Linked DNA regions of Sus scrofa: regions 1 and 3 are each linked to region 2. Evidence: chromatin contacts called from public HiChIP or PLAC-seq data. All regions are on one chromosome and are shown on one strand. Each heading gives the region's core, a stretch centred on a gene start, on an enhancer-like site or on the middle of the called end of the contact. The rest is flanking DNA. Distances are from core to core; before and after follow the strand shown. Region 1 overlaps GSK3B (glycogen synthase kinase 3 beta). Region 2 has its middle 60 kb from the start of GSK3B. Region 3 overlaps FSTL1 (follistatin-related protein 1).

Region 1 (4,329 bases), core at 839-3,338, 230 kb before region 2:
TAGTGTAACTGCTTTGGAAAAGTTTGATTTTTTTTTTTTATAAAGTTAACATACACTTATATGACCAGCAATTTCAGTGCTAGTTATTTAATGAAGAGAAATATATACATATGTTTGCAAAAATACCTATAAACAAACAAAGAAGCTTTACTCATAGTTGTCAAAACTAAAAAACAAGTCAAACGTCCATATGCAGATGAATGGATAAACAAATTGTGGTATATTCATAGAATACAGCTCAGTATAAAGAATAAGTAAATTAAAAAAACAAAACATGGATGAATCTCAAAAACATAACGTTGAGACAAAAAAGCCAGATACAAAAGAAATATACTACATGACTCCATTCATATGAAATTCTAGAATAGGAAAAACAAATCTGTAGTGACGGAAATACCAATGATAACCTGAAACAGAAGATGGGAGACTGCAAAGAGACATGAACAATATTATCACCTGTCTCAGCCCACTGGGATTAACCTGGTGAAACCCTCAGCCCCGGGCAAACTGGGACATTTGGTTACCCTAGGCTGTACACAAGAACATTTTTTGGGTGATGCTATTACTACACTAAATACAACGGTATGTTTAACCTTATTCTGTTGCTATTTTAAGGCTACCATTAAAAGTATCAATCTGTTAAATTCTAAAATCAGAATTGTTTTATATACAGTATGCGTAGTCTTTAAGAAAGCAAAGGTATGAGTTAAGATACAAAGGAATATAAGAACGCTAAGGTAAGACATAATTGAGAGACATTAAATCCTTCTTCATTCTTTTTTTGGCCTCGCCTGAGGCAGGCACAAGTTATTGGGCCAGGGATCAAACCCACGAGAGCAATGACTCAAGCCACAGCAACACTTAACCTGCCAGGCCACCAGGGAACTCCCTAAAACACTTTTATTGAGGTCCTACTTTCACAGAGCTCTAGGGCAGAGAGACCTGTACATTATAAATCAACTATAATGAAGATCAATACACCAAAATGAACACAGATGATGTGCGAGGTGAAGTGCTACAATCCACTGGAGTAAGGAAGAGATTCAAGAAAGGATTCTGGAGGGAGAGATAAGAGGTTATTTTACTTAAGGAATATAGGAAGCAAATGAGTCAGATGCACATTTTATCTGCTCTAGGTATGAAGTGGAAAACAGCATGATTTGGATAACTAATCTGAGAGAATAAGGATGAGAAGTGGATAGGTGGCAACATTACAGGCTGAAAGGCAAACAAGAGACTGTTTATGAAAACCTAAGATTCTGAATGCATCAACATCTACAAGCAATACAACAAAAATAAAGCATTTCAATAAATCAACTATTTGATTGCCACTTCTGAGTTTATCTTAGTTTTATGTTGTTTCTATTAGGTTTTGAGAAAATTTCTCTATCAGCTGATTTATTTCAGCTGATTTATATTTGGAAACTCTGAAATCATATACTTAAGCTTTACATTTTACAGATTTTTAAAAAGTATGTTTGACATGGATTTTATTATTCAGACACAAAACAAGTCTTAGGGCTTCCCTGAATTTTAAGAGATAGAAAAGCAATTTTTCACCCAAACTTTTAAAGATACACTTAAAAATAGTAATTATTTATGAATTTCCTAAAAACGGAGTCCCTCCATGACTTAAAGGAAAAGAAAATGCACATAATGTTATATGCACATTTTTTAAAGTATGATATTTCACTGAATAAAAGGGGGGATTTTCAAAATTATCACACTATTGGGAAGAGTATGCACTCTCAGTTATCTGTTATTAGAATAAGATCTTTCCATTTATTGCAAAAAAGCACTTGTCAAGTGCATCATCGTAATCCTAAAACATCACCGAGGCAGAAAGACTCAACCAGAGATTCATGGCATAAGATTTTGGGGATGCTGTTCATCCCTTTTAATCTGTACCCAATCCCATCATGTTTAATATTTTTTCATTCACCTAGTTGCAAATTTAGCTAGACACAAATAATAACAAGCCAGGAATTATGATTTGTGTCTTCAAAGAAATAAAGCCAAAAATCATCTGACAAAAGCATTGAAATCAATTTCTTTCCCAGCCTTGCGTTGAGCCTTGCTCAACACCAGAGGTCGCCAAACTTCAACAATAGAGTTGTACATGTAGCCTTTAAAGCAAATGCCAAGTTAATGAGATCCTATTAGAAATCTGTTAATCCTCTGCTTGAAATCTTGCAGTGACTTTTAACTGTCTACAGTCTAATATGTTTAGGCCAATGCCCACAGCTCCAGCCTTCTCTCTCCTGGTAAACTTATACCCTGTTCCCACCATTCAGAACCTTAGGCTCAAACCATAAAGCACTACACAACAGACAAGACACAACAGACCTGACAACGTTAAGTATCTTCATCCAAATTAGCATGTATGTCCTCCAGTCCCTTCCTTTCTCTAAATAGAATACATCTCCATGTTTCAAGATTCAGCTGAAGAGTTACCTCTTCTAAGAAGCCTTTTCAGATAGCACTACCTCCAAACAGGATGCTTCTGCCTTTGTACCCTGCTCAGGCTTCTGGGATCATACCTGCCTTACTCCACTGATCTCAGTTTTTCCCTTCCTCCTCTCAATGAGTTTCTGAACTTGAGGGCAAAGATTCTTTATGTTCTAGCCCAGATGGTTAATAAATCAACATGTTGTTAATATAGATGCACCCTGAAAGGCTAAAGGGATACATGGCCAGGACTATACATAATGGATTTAATCAAAACTTTTAAAGTAAGTAGATGAAAATTGTACAACACAGGCCAAGAGAGATTATACATAGTATGGCTGGATAATTAAACATCTTCACTTCTTTTCTGCATAAAAGAACTATCTATTCAAATTGGATAACTGTCAGGTTGACTGCATATATCATAAACCTGACAAATTTCTCTAATTAGAAAACTAGAAAACATGTCACTGAGTTATTCTTTTTCAAAATATCAGTACTCTACTGATAATGGAATCATTACCATACATTTTTACCTTCAGAGGATTGATATAAAATGTATTCCCTTTTGTATACCCCTATAATTTACAAGTTTTCCTTTTTTAAATCCATTGGATGTAGGCAGCTAAAATACTTAATTCTCAACACATGCAGTTTTATCCAGTTTCTATCTACCTCTTTCCTATATATATATATGAGTGAAGTTCTGGTATAAGGAAACTTTGTGTTGGGGGGAGGGGGTGTATGCAATGTTTCCACCTCAGGGTTTTCTTCTGATTTCCAAAAGGCAAAATCCTCTTACCCTTCTCTCCCCTGGGAGGAAAAAAAGGCTATAGCAATAGCAGCACAAATCTTTAAATCCCATTAGGAACATCAGTGAAGGAAAAAGCACCAAATAGTCATGTTATTTGAACACAATTGAACAACTTGGAAAAGGATTTACTCAGCCTGGGAGGATGAACTAGTGCAGGAGGACCCCTTTGTGTGTCTGTGTTCTCCTCCATCTGTCACTTAACTTGATGTGGGTCCTGTGCAAAACTATGGTCAGAGTTTACTGCCTTGCTTAAAATACAGTAGAAACAACAAAACCTTATCAAAAGTCCTGTAGGTAAATGTTCTCATTCTTTGACTTAAAAAAAAATTGATATACTTCATATAATCATGAAATGCATCCCTTTAAACATACAACTGATTTTTTAAAAGTATATCCACAGAGGTGTACAACCATCAACTGCTATATAATTTTAAAACATGTTTATCACCTCAAAATGAAACCCTAGACCCATGAACAGTCACTCCCATTTCCACTCTTCCCAATTCCTAATGACCACTACAGATCTGCTTATTCGGGACATTTCACATAAATGGAATCATGTAACCTGGTCTTCTGTGTCTGATATTTTCCTTATCCATTCATCAGCTAATGGGCATCTGAAATGTTTCTACTTTTTGGCTATAAAGAATTCTGCTATGAACATTCATGTACAAGTTTTTGTGTGGATAGTTTTCAATTCATTTCTATTTCTATTCATTCCATATTACTGGGTCATATGGTAACTATGTTTAATGTTTTGAGGAAGTGCAGAACTATTTTTTTGTTTCAATTTCTCCACATCCTTACCAACAGTAGCTGCTGTCTTTTTTTAGCCATTCTAATGAATGTGATGGAGTATTCACTAGTTTGCATTTCTCTAATGACTGACATGGCTGAGCTTTTTTTTTTCTTCTTACTGTTACTTGTATGTTTTCTTTGGAGAACTGTCAATTTAGATCCTTTGTCCATTTTGTTTTTTTGTTTTTTTTTTGTTGTTGTTGTTTTTTAGGGCCACACCTGTGGCATACGGAGGTTCCCAGGCTAGGGGTCCAATCAGAGTTACAGTT
Region 2 (3,925 bases), core at 147-2,646:
AGTTAACAATAAAGAACTTATATAACAGCCCAAGATAATAAATTCTGAGACCTGGGAGTTTCTGTTGTGGTGCAACAGAAACAAATCCGACTAGTATCCATGAAGATGTGGGTTTGATCCCTGGCCTTGCTCAGTGGGTTAAGGATCTAGCGTTGCCTGAGCTGTGGTGTAGGTTGCAGATATGGCCTGGATCTTCGTTGCTGTGGCTGTGGCTGTGGCTGTGGCTGTGGCTGTGGCTGGCAGCTGTAGCTCCAATTCGCCCCCTAGCCTGGGAACTTCCACATGCTGTGGGTGTGGCCCTAAAAAAAAAATTTTTTTTTCTCAAACTATTTGGAACTAGTCAGAAGAAAGCAAGGTCACTTCAAGCTGGTATAGTTAGAAGGAAGAAGAGAAGAGCTGCTGCTGCAAACAAAAGTGAGAGCCTGAAGTGTGCACTGGCACGCCCTGCTTAAGCTATAGTAAGCCTATTCAGTAGGAGCCAGGTGGGGAGTTTTAGGCAAGTTGAGAATGAGGGACGGTAGAGCTTCATGAGGGAGGGCCTCCAGCCCGAAACCAAGGTGAGAGTGCATCCTGTGGGAAGTGGGAGCAATGAAAGTTTTTCAGCAAAGTGGAAACTTGGGTTGAAGCGATTCCATGGCCCTCCCCCCAGTCTCGGCAGGAGCCCCAAGGTCTGCACTGCTTCTAGTCATCATAGTGTCTTCTGGGACCCTTGTGCAACATCATCTTTTTGTGCCACTTCAAGGGCGTGCCACTTGAGAAGAAATTTCAGATCAGAGGACTGGGCTTGGTCCTTTTTTTGCGGGGAAGGGAGGGGGGCCATGCCTTCGGCATCCATAAGTTCTGAGACCAGGGATCAAATCAAAGCTGTACCGGTGACCCAAGCCACAGCAGTGACAATGCCTTAGCCACACAGCACCACCAGGGAGCTCTAGTTTGGGTCTTTCTAAACAAGGGACTTGATTTGGAGTTCCTGTTGTGGCTCAATGTAACGAATCTGATGAGTATCCATGAGTATGTGGGTTTGATCCCTGGTCTCACTCAGTGGGTTAAGGATCCAGTGTTGCTATGAGCTATGGAGCAGGTCGCAGACATGGCCCAGATCTGGTGTTGCTGTGGCTGTGGTGTAGGGTGGTAGCTGCAGCTCCCATTCCACCCCTAGCCTGGGAACTTCCATATGGCGCAGGAGTGGCCCTAAAAAGCGAAAAAACAAAAAAACAACAAAAAAATCAACCCCCCCCAAAACAAGGGACTTGCTTGTTTTCAATATCATGTATGTTTGGCACTGAACTTCCTGAAGAGGGCAGGAGTGACCAGGTAGCTTTAGAAAGCTCCTTTTCATCCTTCAAGACACTGTTCAATGACTCAGCAATAGAGGGTTTTGCAATAGGCTTACAGAACCAGACCAGCTTGCTTTTCCTCAGGAAACCTTGGTGTCCTAAGAAAACCTCAGCCTGCCCTGTCAGGCTGAAATGCCTCTGTCTTCTGGTAGCATGCCTGTAGCACATGCTCTAGAACCAGCATTGAGGTGTCCAAAAAGGGCTTTGGAATCAAATTCAAACTCTGGCTCTGCCGCTAACCAGTTGTATGACTTTGGGCAAGTTACCTATCCTCTGCGATGTACAGTTTCCTCATCTGTAAAACAGAAATATAACTACTTTGTGGGGGTAATTATGTCTTAAACGAGGTAAGTATCAAGTGGCAGATAATAGGCATCCTATATTTTGTCTTCTCTGTTATAAAGTTCATCATATTTCTGTAAAGGAAATTAGTTGTCTTTTGGCTCCACCCTAAAAAAAAAAAATCAGATTTCCTGACTTTTCAGTTGCACCTTTCCCTAGGCCTGCCCAGATATGAATCCTGCAAGGAGATGTGTCCTCCACAGGAAGTGAGTCTGACCTAGAAGGGGTTCAGGGAGAAAATTATGTTGTCCTAGAAGTGGGCCAAACCAAAGGGCCATCCTTACGTTATCAGATCTGTTTAGAAGACCCTTCCATCAAGAACAAGTTGGACACAGGAATGGGGATTTTGGTATAAGGCAAGAAAACATGAAGAGGATTTTTAAATCTAAAGCCAAACAATTTCATAAGATAAGTGCTAATATACTGTTTACCATGGGCCAGGCATAGTTCATACCAATAATTAATATTAATTCACTGAACCCTCCTAACTACATGAGGTAGGTGTTATTATCCCAATTTACAGTTGGGGAAACTGAGCCATAAAGAGGTTATGCAACTTGCTAAAAGTTACATAGTCACATGGGTGACTTTAAGCCCTGGAATTGCATGGGGAAAATTAGTAGGAGAATTAGTGGGGAAGGGAGCCCACCTAGAATGCCTTCTTTTGAGAAAGGGTCCAGGCACTATCACAGAGCATTTAAACTTCAGTGAATCCCATCAACATTATTGTCCATGGTCAGATAGGTAAGCTCTGCTTCCTAGGTGACCTCAGCTCTTTTGAGCAGCCCCTCTGGGGTCCCTCTTGAGACAGTTCTGGCCAGGCCACTCCTCTTTTTTCTTTTGACAAATGTCTGCTGAGCATCAACCCATGTACCAGGCAGAGTGCTGGGTGCTCAAGACACCAAGATAATGATAACAAGTTGTAGGCTCAAGAAGCTCAGTCTAGCGGGGAAAGGAGAGAAATGAACCAATAGTTGTGTACACAATGAAGAAAGGGCTCTGCAAGGGTATCCTTGCCCTTCTTCCCTTGGCTCAGACTGGAGAGAGGCAATGTCCACAAAGCTAAGCAGGTGCTTTTTGTATTTGTCTCCCTCCCTCCTTCACCACACCACCCTCTCTGCCTCTGTTCTTTGGACTTGTCCTCCTTGCCTTCTTTTTTTTCTGCCCTCTTGCTTTTCTCTTAGTTACCTACAGACTTTTCCAGGGCTTTTCCCAAGCACTTATTCTTTAAGCCAATGTGGACTGCTAGTATATTAGGACATGCAAAGGTAACTCAAAGAATGGAAAGGATCGGGAAGCACTGACCTAGATCTTGTCCGTGGTGACACTGGCATGTCCTGTCTTTTTGTGACCTCAGTAGTGAACTGAACATCCCAAGGTGTTCCCTTATTCAAATGCAGTGTCGGAGTTCCCATTGTGGCTCAGTGGTTAACGAATCTGACTAGGAACCATGAGGTTGCGGGTTCCATCCCTGGCTTGCTCAGGGGGTTAGGGATCTGGCGTGGCTGTGACCTATGCTGTAGGTCGCAGACGCGGCTCGGATCCTGAGTTGCTGTGGCTCTGGCGTAGGCCAGAGACTACAGCTCTGATTAGACCCCTAGCCTTTGAACCTCCATATGATGCGGGAAGCGGCCCTAGAAAAGGCAAGAAAAGACCAAACAAACAAACAAACAAACCACAGATGCAGTGTGGCTGGGGATGCTAACATCAGATACAATTCAGGGAGAAAGATCAGAGTGGGTACCAGAGATGAGAAAGTAACCTCTCTCCTACTTTCAGCCCCAAAGATGTGTTAGACCTTAACAGAGCTTAGATGGTGTTACTGGGAAAAATGCAGCAGGCGGAGGCAACAGAGAAACTGCTTTGTTGGGGGCTCTGAAAGAGGGGACTCAGGAAAGCCATGGTGAAAAAATGATCAGACTGTCCTCCTGCTAATACTGCTTGTTACTTAGTTACAATCTTGAGAAAAACATCTTTAAGAGAACACCTTATCACAAAAACCTTCTTCTTTCTTTCCCATTAACTCTGTCACTCTCAACTCACCTCTCTCTAAGAAACTTAAAGTGCTGTCATTTTCAGAATTCAGTTACTTCAGGGTCTTTTAGTGATATTTCTTCCTCTTAACTCATTGGAAGGCAGTGAAGCCAGATGGCTCTGCCTCCCCCTCTGCTGCATTGCTAGCTCCATTACAGGGTCTTTGCCTTTCTTTGTTTCCTTCCTTTCCTTTGTTTCATCCACTTATCTGC
Region 3 (4,303 bases), core at 990-3,489, 200 kb after region 2:
AAACAACCCATGACACAACCTAAATGTCTATCTATAGGAAAATGATTACCTAAGTCTGGTTCTCTTGTATGACTATTATTGAGCTATTAAAAATGAGTTAAGGCGTTCCCGTCATGGCTCACTGGATAATGAATCTGACTAGGAACCATGAGATTGCGGGTTCAATCCCTGGCCTAGCTCAGTGGATTAAGGATTCGGTGTTGCTGTGGCTGTGGTATAGGCCGGCAGCTACAGCTCTGATTACACCCCTAGTCTGGGAACCTCCATATGCCACAGGTGAGGCCCTAGAAAAGACAAAAAAAAAAAAAAAAAAAAGGAGTTAAAACTATATGTGCTGACCTAGAGAGAACATTGTTATGATATATTAATAAGTACAAAATGTGAGTTGCATATATCTAGAGCTGTCTATATTATGATCTCATTTTTACATAAAATAGGGAGAAATCTTAGATAGTTGCATAGAAAAAATGAACATGTAGAACAAATATATACTGAACTCTTAACACCAGTTACCTAAGACCAATGGGATTTGAGGGTTACGGGAAAGATTATTAATTTTATGTTTGTATAAATGTCTCTACTATCGACTTATATAAAGCAACTGTTAATTTTGTAATTTAAAAATCTTATAAAGGTAAGTAGTGTTTAAAAAGAAAAGTATCCCTACATTCACATCTGATTTTTACCTTCTGAGATAAAATTTTCACTTCTTTCAAATACACAAGGTGTGCTTTTATAAAGATAATGAAATCATGGGCACTGCTGACTGGTAGCTCCAGCAAGGTAACCACACCTGCCTTGGCCACTGTCCTCTGGCTTCCGACCTTAGGACTTACCTCAATACAGAGGCAAGTGGGCTCTCCCTTCTCTGTGACTGCACATTCCCGGCCGGCTCCACAAAACACATTGGCACAGATCTTGGATTTGCTCCTTGGCTCTTCCTAAAACACAAAATCAAAAAGAAACTCTGTCACTGAGATGAGTCCATCTCTGGATAAGCCAATGGTGGTAATTATCTCTCAGGCTTGGGCTGTGGTCTGGAGTGAAGACTCATGGTGCTGAAGGGTCCTGAACAGCCAGAAGCTGTTGCCAACTGCCAGCATCCATCTTGCTGGCACTGCTCCTGCTCAGGTCCAGTTACTTCTGAGTGCCCAAGAGTGCTTCTTATAGAGCAAATTTCCTCCTTGCATGCTTTCTTCTAAAAATGTTAACTGAGCACCCATTAAAGGACAGTACTAGGCTAAGGTCTGGAGATATAAAGACTGTCCCTGTCCTCACGTGGAAACACAACAGAGACTTCCAGAAAGCAATGCGTAAGTGTAACAGTGGGAGGGTGAGAATCAAAGGAGACTTTCTGAAGATAGGTCCTAAAGGATGAGAAGAGTAAACCAGGCAGAAGTGGAAATGCTTGAGAGAAATACACATATCAAAAGGACCAAAGTCTCACTGACTAGGGTTCTGCTATCTCAAAAGGCGAGAGAAGGATGGCTAAACCATCAGAAACACGGATCTGCTATTATTCGACATGGTCCTATTCAGCCCCCTGTCCATATCTGCCTCTGGCTTCAGAGAACCAAGGGGGCTGAATCACTTAACAGAACTGTTTTCAAACCACTTGTGGTTAGACATTTGTGTTCATACATATGTAGCAAAACTGAAAAGGCAGGGAATGGTCCCAGCCTATGCCACCAAGAATGTGAGCATTTGCAGGCAGTAACCTGTCAGTGACACAGTCCTTCCCTCATATTAAATGGTGGCAGAAAGCCAGCCCCACTCCATCTGCCATTCAGGAGTGGCAGTTGAATGAAAGAGAATGTGATTCCTCCAGCCCTTTTCCTGACTGTCTGGGCAGGTAGTCACCTGGGACCTCCAGGCTTGTGCCTACTGAGGTAGCACTGGCTGTGACAGAACCAACAAAGGTCATGCAACTGGCCATAGTAAGGGCAGGGATAGAATCTAAGATTCCAGCCTTCAGGCGAGGTCTACCACGTCATGTAGAAAGCTCATACCCAAAAAGCTTGTAACTGTAAAATCCTTATAGTGGTCAAACGTTTTGAGTCCAAGAACAGGTCAAAGAAAGCAAAAAACAAAGTAGATGTGAGATCTGAGGGTCTGTGTCCAATACAGTTGGTCTGCTGCCACCTGGAGGCTGCTTTGCAAACTCCAGGTTATTTTCTCTCCGAGCGAGCTTGAAGGGCACGCAGAGCTCCCTCCCATTGGTCTAGAAACCCGGGCCATGCTCACGTTTCATTGGTTCACAGGCTGTTGCTAAACCCATTCTTTTTTGGATGTTGCTAAGGGGAATTCAATAAAGCTGGCAGGCAGCGAAAAAAAGAAAAAAAGAGGAAGTAATTCCCAGAAGGCTGGGGGTACTGGAAAGCTGTTGTTTCCTAAACCAGGAGTGGAGATAAAATTGCACATATTCTCCAGGCAAGACCTTCTTGGAAACTGTGCTTGGGAATGAAAAACAGCTCTAAAAATGAAAAGGAAGGGGAAAAAGAAGAAAAAAGGAAAAGGCTGTCACTGATCATTGTTAAAAAAAAAACCAACAGAACAACTCAGCTAGGACTTTCTCCTCTCCCCCTTTATGAAACATGTTGAGAGATACAAATACATGTCCTTCATGAATCTGTCACATGAGTTAAAGACACACTACTGCATAAAAAAACATGCTCAGACGTATGCATGTCTACACTCCAAGACACACCAACACATGGCCCCATAAGCAGATACTCACAAACCGTTATCACTTACTAGCTCTTCGTCCATAATAAGGCACTTTAATGCTCTGAGCCTGTTTCCTCATCTGTAAAGTAGGGGTAAATACTAGCCCTGCCTTGTCAAGATAAAATGAGATAATATATTTGGAATTGTGTCATAAACTATGAAACAAGTTGCCCGTGAAGTGTTACTCATATTAATGCTTAAAGAACTTCCTGCAGAATAAATAACTTGTGGCATTTATAGAGCCTCTTTTTATCTTATGTTTGTTTTTAGTGAGTATTCATAATAAAAGCTTTTACTTATAGATCAAATTCAACTCGTCATTTTTTAGAAATAATTCTAAAAAATCCATTTGAAGAAATACTCTTTACCTAAAATACAATGACTAATATTTGATAGCACTATTAAAACTTGCAGAATGTTTTCACACATACACTTTCCTCTTATTGTGGATAACCCTGCAAAAACATGCATATTAACTACATTTTATAGATGAGGAAACTTTTTTTTCCTCTTTTTTGTCTTTTTTAGGGCTGCACCCACGGCACATAGAGGTTCCCAGGCTAGGGGTCTAATAAGAGCTGCACTGCCAGCCTATGCCACAGCCACAGCAACACCAGATCTGAGCCATGTCTGCGACCTACCCCACAGCTCAAGGCAATGCCAGATCCTTAACCCACTGAGCAAGGCCAGGGGTTGAACCTGCAACCTCATGGTTCCTAGTTGGATTCATTTCCGCTGCGCCACGACGGGAACTCCTTAGTGAGGAAACTTAAAATAGGAAGTTTGAGTAACTTGCCCAAGTTTCATAGCTAAAAATGAGGAGCTAGGAGTCCCACCCAGATCTTCAGACAATAGATGACTAAGCTCCCATTTATAAATACCTGGCACCTTCCTAAGTGGTTTTCATTATACATGATCTTATTTAAGCTTCACAACAACACCATAAATTAGACATCATAACTATCCCCATTTAATGGAGGAGGGAACAGCCTTAGTAAGTAGGGAGTGGCAGAGGTAGGATTCTATTCAACCAAAGGGAAAACTAATCCTTTAAATTTGATTTATTTTCATATCTCCCACTTACTTGCCATGGTTGCGGGCAAAGACTCTCCTTAAACCTCAGTTTCCAGTGTGTAAAATGGGAATGTTAATCCCCGTGAGGGCTGTGTGAGGGTTACATGAGATGTACTGCATGACAGAATGCCTACCACACAACAGAAAGCAACCATTATTACAGTGGAGAACTGATTTTCAGACAGTTTTCCCACTAGAGGCCTTTATCACCTTGGGCTGTCAAGTCCCCACCATCCTTCCTTACACTGAATGATAATACTGATAGCAGGACTGACTGAATGGAAAAAACCAGGGCCTAACTACCTCATTATCCTGTTTGAAGCCCACAGAGAAAGGCTAGTTACGCAAGCATTCCTCTTTGCAGGTGGCACATCTGTCAATAGGTGGCAATCTCTCTCTTTGTCTAGCGGAGCCCAGGAGCCGCAATGCAGAAGCAGCTTAGGCTCCAGTAGCTCCTCCAGGCTCTGTCCTCCCAGTGAGATGTAAAGGGGGGCAGGAGAAT

The links. HiChIP or PLAC-seq counts read pairs in DNA pulled down with a chosen protein or histone mark.
Region 1: an H3K27ac HiChIP or PLAC-seq map of alveolar macrophages shows a contact between it and region 2. The contact joins two enhancer-like sites. A contact is called at or near these places in 3 of 47 Hi-C or Micro-C datasets (embryonic fibroblasts, liver and skeletal muscle) and 1 of 2 datasets of contacts at active chromatin or transcription factors (alveolar macrophages).
Region 3: a contact with region 2 is called in an H3K27ac HiChIP or PLAC-seq map of alveolar macrophages. The contact joins two enhancer-like sites. A contact is called at or near these places in 3 of 47 Hi-C or Micro-C datasets (embryonic fibroblasts, heart right ventricle and liver) and 1 of 2 datasets of contacts at active chromatin or transcription factors (alveolar macrophages).

What each region holds. Positions count from the first base shown.
Region 1 is chr13:140,302,995-140,307,323 of Sscrofa11.1, reverse strand. All of the region lies in intron 7 of GSK3B (glycogen synthase kinase 3 beta), which reads right to left. Among named protein-coding and RNA genes, the nearest start is that of NR1I2, 100 kb to the left of the region's middle. Within about 2 kb of position 2,088, at least 8 of the 83 cell types and tissues checked have an H3K27ac peak or open chromatin away from gene starts, as enhancers often do. A contact at or near this core is called in alveolar macrophages, where this site is marked.
Region 2 is chr13:140,075,627-140,079,551 of Sscrofa11.1, reverse strand. No RefSeq gene overlaps it. Among named protein-coding and RNA genes, the nearest start is that of GSK3B, 60 kb to the left of the region's middle. Within about 2 kb of position 1,396, at least 9 of the 83 cell types and tissues checked have an H3K27ac peak or open chromatin away from gene starts, as enhancers often do. A contact at or near this core is called in alveolar macrophages and embryonic fibroblasts, where this site is marked.
Region 3 is chr13:139,879,692-139,883,994 of Sscrofa11.1, reverse strand. FSTL1 (follistatin-related protein 1) reads right to left here. Exons shown (of 11, transcript XM_021070306.1): 3 at 837-941. Among named protein-coding and RNA genes, the nearest start is that of FSTL1, 35 kb to the right of the region's middle. Within about 2 kb of position 2,239, at least 36 of the 83 cell types and tissues checked have an H3K27ac peak or open chromatin away from gene starts, as enhancers often do. A contact at or near this core is called in alveolar macrophages and embryonic fibroblasts, where this site is marked.